2 separate regions of the Mustela erminea genome follow, and region 1 is linked to region 2. The links are chromatin contacts, called in public Hi-C maps. All regions are on one chromosome and are shown on one strand. Each heading gives the region's core, a stretch centred on a gene start, on an enhancer-like site or on the middle of the called end of the contact. The rest is flanking DNA. Distances are from core to core; before and after follow the strand shown.

The links. A called contact is a pair of places that touch in the nucleus more often than the background predicts.
Region 1: a Hi-C map of fibroblasts shows a contact between it and region 2, with 6 times the contacts expected there. The contact joins the enhancer-like site here to the promoter of KCNC1 in region 2. A contact is called at or near these places in 3 of 3 Hi-C or Micro-C datasets (fibroblasts, skeletal muscle and spleen).

The regions. Positions count from the first base shown.
Region 1 is chr9:72,027,643-72,030,383 of mMusErm1.Pri, reverse strand. All of the region lies in intron 7 of SERGEF (secretion-regulating guanine nucleotide exchange factor), which reads left to right. Among named protein-coding and RNA genes, the nearest start is that of SERGEF, 39 kb to the left of the region's middle. Within about 2 kb of position 1,358, the one cell type or tissue checked has open chromatin away from gene starts, as enhancers often do. A contact at or near this core is called in fibroblasts, where this site is marked.
Region 2 is chr9:71,796,930-71,799,629 of mMusErm1.Pri, reverse strand. KCNC1 (potassium voltage-gated channel subfamily C member 1) reads right to left here and starts at 1,265. Exons shown (of 4, transcript XM_032356890.1): 1 at 1-1,265.

The DNA.
Region 1 (2,741 bases), core at 109-2,608, 230 kb before region 2:
TCCAGCTTAATCAATTTCATTACACCAGCCCTTTATGTAACAGGGCTGTTTCCGGGTCCTGGCAGATGGTCCATAGTAACAGTGCTCTGCTGATTTGGTTGGAACTGATCCTATGAAATGAAAAATCCCGTGTAGCAGATGCCTTTCGCAGTCCCTGGCCATGGAAAAGTCAGCCTCTCCAGGGAAGGCACTGTAGCTTTGGCTCCTGCTCGTGTCTGGCGTGGCTAGAGGTGAATCACTGGAGGGAGACTTAAACGGTGTCCGCTTTTCCCAGGAGGCCGCACTGGTGACTTAAGAGTTTCTTGGCAGGTGGGGTGCTGGTAAAGGGTGTTTCTTCTGGTGCCTGAGGGACAGATGGGAACAGGGAGCAGAGTGGGAGGGAGATGAGCAGATGTGGAAGGGAAGGAAGGACAGACTGTCCCACCATGGATCTGGCCTGGCGGACCTTCACACTTAGGAGGCCATGCACTTCCAGATGAGCAACTTGAATGTAACTGCAGTGTTTGGCACACATATCAGCCTTGACCGTGGACTTGGACTTCAAGCCTCCCCCAACCCCTTTCACTGAAATTGCTGGCCCCCGAGTCTCCTGATATCTTTCCTTTCCTGGTGGGTGCTTGATCATACTGAGTTCTCCTCAGTGGCCTCCTGTGGTGATGCACATTTCTGACACTGCTTGATGCAGGTGGCAAGTCTCCAAGCCATTGTGAAGTGGGCTTCACCTCCAAGGCCTCTCCTGACCTTGTCCTGCTGCTCAGTTCTTGCCCTTGATGGGTCCTCGCATGTGGGGGGTGGGAGAGTGCTTCCCTATTTGCGAATGCAGCCCTGTTAGGACACCTGTCACAAAGAACCTGGGAGAGATTCCCAGGGGTGGGGTTGGAGGAAATTTGAGAGGCACCAGTCTAAGTTGTGTCCTAAGACATTCTCACTGGTCGGGCATGCACTGGCATCCTAGGATAGGCTCCCTCCCCTCCTTGCTCCTGAGCCTGGTGAATTATGTGCCCCCTGAAAGAGTGGCAGCAATCTTCGTCTCCCCTGTTTGAAGATGTGAATCTGGGCCTCATGAACTGAAAGCCAGTTTCTCTGTGAAGTACGAGTAGTGTTTCTGGGGGGTCAGTCATAGGATCTCTTGCGGCTTCGGAGCTGGAGCCCTCGCTTCTTCATAACAGCTCTAGCACCTCCGTGAGCTTTGCGGGCCTTACGTCCCAGTTTGTGGTTTGGCTGTGGTCCTGCTCCTGCAGGGCCTCGGGGTTGTCTGCAGGGGGAGCTGTGTTCCTGCGGCCATGGGCTGGGACATCACTGGCCTGGAGCGTTCCTCTCTGCAGGCTGGCGTGCTTGGGAACTGCGGCTTTCCTCGGCAAACCAGCCTCTCAGGTCTCATTCCCAGCTCCAGCCTCCAGCTTGGGCATTGTGAGTCATCAGCAGCAGCAGAAAACGAGGCCTCGCCAACAGCTGGGTGCACTGCCTGGCCATTTTTTCCAATTCTTTTTTAGTAACTTCACTGAGATGGGAGCTGCTGCTGACCTTTTGTAATGGACAGTGACTGGAGGTGGAGTCCAGGGTGAGGGCGGCAGCTCTAGGTAGGGAGGAAAGGAACCCCGGGGAGATGGGGTAGGGATGTGTATCTTTCTGTCCCCCAGCCCCTGGGCCTCCCGAAAAGCCATCCCTGTGAGAAAGGCAGGGCCTCACCCATGTCTCTTCTTCTCTGCCAAGGAGCCTAGAAAGCTTTAGCTGATGCAGCTAGGAGTGGGACCTGTGAGAGGCTGACAGGTACTTTTCTCAGAAGCTGTAGACAGGATGGAGTAGAAGTCAGGGTGACCTGGCTTAGAACCATAACCCTAACCCTAGTCTTGCTTTGCTTCTAGCTCACTATTTACCCTGGGTGAGTAAGTCAATTTCCTTACTGGGCCTCACTTTTCCCAGCCAGAAGCGGGTGGATGATTGGATTAGAGTGTTCTGAGGTCCCTTCCTGCTGTGAGTGAGTCTGTCACGAATGTAAAGAATTTGAACTTTGTTCCCATGACCATCTTGAACATCTGAAACCTGTAGCTTCTTCTCCAGATGAACAGTGCTCATGGCGTGAGGACATAGGTATTATTCCTACCCTCTAAGAACTTATAGGCTGTCTTCTTCTTTCCTTGCTCTAGGAGACAGTACAGAGTCTGCTGGGAAGCAGGAAAGTGGGATTCTGATTCTGGCTCTGCTAGAACATTTTGTGTGTCCTTGGGCAGATCACTCCTCTCCTTCAGCCTCCTTTTCATTTTCTGTAAAGTCAAGGGATTAGACTCGCTTCTTGGCTTCACCTCCACCCCCCCTTCCCCTGCCCCCATCTCTACTTGAGCCTCCTACCAGCTCTTCTGCAGGGCGTGATTTCTTAGCTGCAGAAGCCCTGGGGTATAGTTTCCTTTCTCGCTGGGAGGGAGAGAAGCAAGATTATTTTTTTAATTACGCAGCTAAGATTAGGCAGCAATCTGCATTTTAAAATGTTATTAATAAGAGTCTAAAAGTGTGCGAAAAAACTCTGGAGTTTGAATGTGGTGTGAGCTGGGAAACATCTGCACGACCCCCAGCCTCCCCCAGAGAGTTTTCTCCAGACACCAAGCAAGTCCTGGGGATGACCATCAGCCTGGTTTGTGCCCAGATCCTTGGAGGAACAGGGAACCCAAGCATCCCACTAGAGCAGCCCCCTGAGAGCCAGGGCTCAACCAGGCATCCCACCAGAGCAGCCCCCTGAAAGCCAG
Region 2 (2,700 bases), core at 16-2,515:
AGGCATGGCGCGGCCCAGCGACACCCATGGGAGCGGCCGCCAGGGGGAGTTGGCGCCGGGGAGGGGGGCGCGGGGCCTCCTCCCCCCTCCCCCCAGCCGTCGGGGGGTACAGAGGATGGTGGCTCTGGCCACCCCAAGAGCGACCCAAGCCCCTCGGGGCGCTTTCTGTCGGGTGCTGGTCCGAGGGAGTGTGCGCGGGATCCCAGGGGTCTCTAGGCGCCAGATGTGGGGAGGGAGCTGGTCCGGCTGCGGAGGAGGCAGAGGAGGAAAGAAGGGAGGAAGAAAGGGAGGGAGGAAGGGAGGAAGAGGGACGGCGCTCAGCGGCGAGCCCCGGGAGGAGGGAAAAGAGGGTTCGGGGGCCGGGCTCCGGTCCCCATCTCAGCGGGAAAATGAAGAAATTGACACAAAGCTTTTTTGGGGGAAGGTCAGCTGCTCCAAAGGCCGGACAGATAGATCAGCCCCCGGAAGGGGGAGGGGAGGAGAGGGGGCCGGGAAATTCGCGCTCGGCTGTGCGGTGGTCGCCGCAGCGCGCTCTCGGCGCTGGGGAGATGGATGACCGCTGCCTTCTTCCCTGCGTGGCCGGGCTGCAGCTCGGGGCGCAGGGCAGGTTCCGGCCCCCTCCCTCTCTCCTTGCCTGGCTGCCTGCTCCCCCCGGCGGCGGGCGCGCCTGCCTGCCCGCCCGCCCTCCTCGCTCCTTCTCCCCGCCTCTTGGAGGAGATGGCGGGCCCCCTGGGCAGGGGCACCTGGGGCGCTGCTCGGTGCGGCGACCGCGGAGCGCTGTGCCCGGTGCGCGCTCCGCCTCGAGCTGGGCTTCCGCGGGGCTAAGCTCTGGCTCCGGCGGCGGTGCTGAAGGGACAGCTCCCGGGCTGTAGCGGAGCTGCGCGCGGCCGGGCACGGGTTCTCCGGGCTGGGCTCTGTCTGCGAGGCCGGTGGGCACTGGCTCCGGTGCCTCTGCGCCCGGCGCTTCGCGCCCGGCTTCGGGAAGGCGGCTGAAGGTGCCGGTCAAGGCGAGGGGGCTGCGGCGGTCGCGACCGGGAGGCGGGGGTGGCGGGTCCAGGCGCGGCGAGGCGAGGCCGGCTAAGCCGGCGAGGCCGGGGAGGCGAGGCGCGGAGCGGCCGCCGCCGCCGCGACGCTGCTGCCGCCCGGGCTGCTGCTAGGCTCGCTTGCTCGCTTGCTCGCTTGCTCGCTCGCGCGGTCCGCGTCCAGCCCGCCGCTCTCCGGACACAAGCACACGGCGCGCGCAGCCGCACTCGCCCCCGGAGGGAGGCGCCGCGCTGGGTCCTAAAAAGCCCCGATTCCGCGCCCCCCTCCCAGCCCGGCGCGGAGCCGGCCTCCCTCAACCCCGGCGCTGGGGGCGCCAGCCCCGCGTGGATCCTGCTCTCCCGGGGGACCCGCCGACGCTCCGCCCTGGGGAAACGCCACTCGATGGGCGGGGGCTTCGGGAGACGTCTAAGGCCTGCGTCCCCCGGGTCAGACTGAGGTTACAAGGGCGTCGGTTACAAACCCGTCCCTGTCCTTCCAAACAAGGGACTTTCCGATCTCCTAGTGAAATGTGACGACCCCGACCGCTATCAGAGACGCCTTGACCTGAACCAGTATGGGCGGCTCCAAGCAACCTTTACTACCGACCTTTTCTGCAGAACCTGGTGCCCCCGTGATCCTGTCAGAGGTTCCTCTTGAATGGACTCCAAAATAACATCCTTCAAACACACAACACACAACGAACGCTATCCTCTAAGCCCTCGTAACAACCCAATAAGCCTGAAACCTTGTGATTGCCTCTCCACCCCTTACTCACCTTGGGCCCTTCACAACTCCAGGCTGACCCTAGTCTCCCATTGAGGGCCACAGGCTCTGCCATACTGATTCCAGCTCACAGATCCTCCTACATTAGCTCTGGATCCCTAGGTGGGGATCGCCTATGAAAGGGGTATTCAGCCTTTAGAGGTCAAAAGGAGCAACTGCTCCTAGTGGTCCTGAACACTGACATCCCTCTCTCCCAACTGGGCTTCAGCCTCCCTGGGCTGTAAGCTGTTGTTGGGGCGGGGAGCTGGATGGGAGCAGCTCCTGCTATGATTCCCACAGCTTCACAGTTGATCTTGGGGATGGGGATTACAGTGTAGGCCTCCAAGCCTTTCTGGCCCATGTTTGCTGCCAGTGCCTCAGTTTACTCAATCACTTTTACTCCTTTCTTGTTCCATACTCTGTCCCAGGCACACGAGTACAAGACACCTTGCCCTCCCAGGGCTCTCAGGCTTTTGGGGGAAGAAGGCAGGAGGGCCTGAGCAGGGCTGGGGAGGTCAGGCCCAGCTCCAGGGTTGGCCGCACCAGGAAAGAAGCTTATTGATCCCAGCCCAGCCCAATCGAACACAGGGCTGCCTGGGCAAAGGGCGATTTAATTAAGAAGACAGGAGGCTCTTATTTACCTGTAGGCACTTGCTAACTGTGCAGACAGCTGTCCCTCTACACTGACCTACAGACACAGCTATGAGCCTGAGGACAAAGCTGTGCCTTAGACATCTCTCTCCTCACTTGGCCAGGGAAATCCCAGCCCAGGGAAATCTGTGTGTGGTAGGGAAAGGTTTGGAGGAGTGGAGAAGTTTGGAAAGGGTGAGGGGCAGAGCATGACATGAGCGATGGGAGAAGGACAAGGTCAGAAAGAGAGAGAGGCAGAGTTAGGGCAGAGATAGGGGCAGAGAG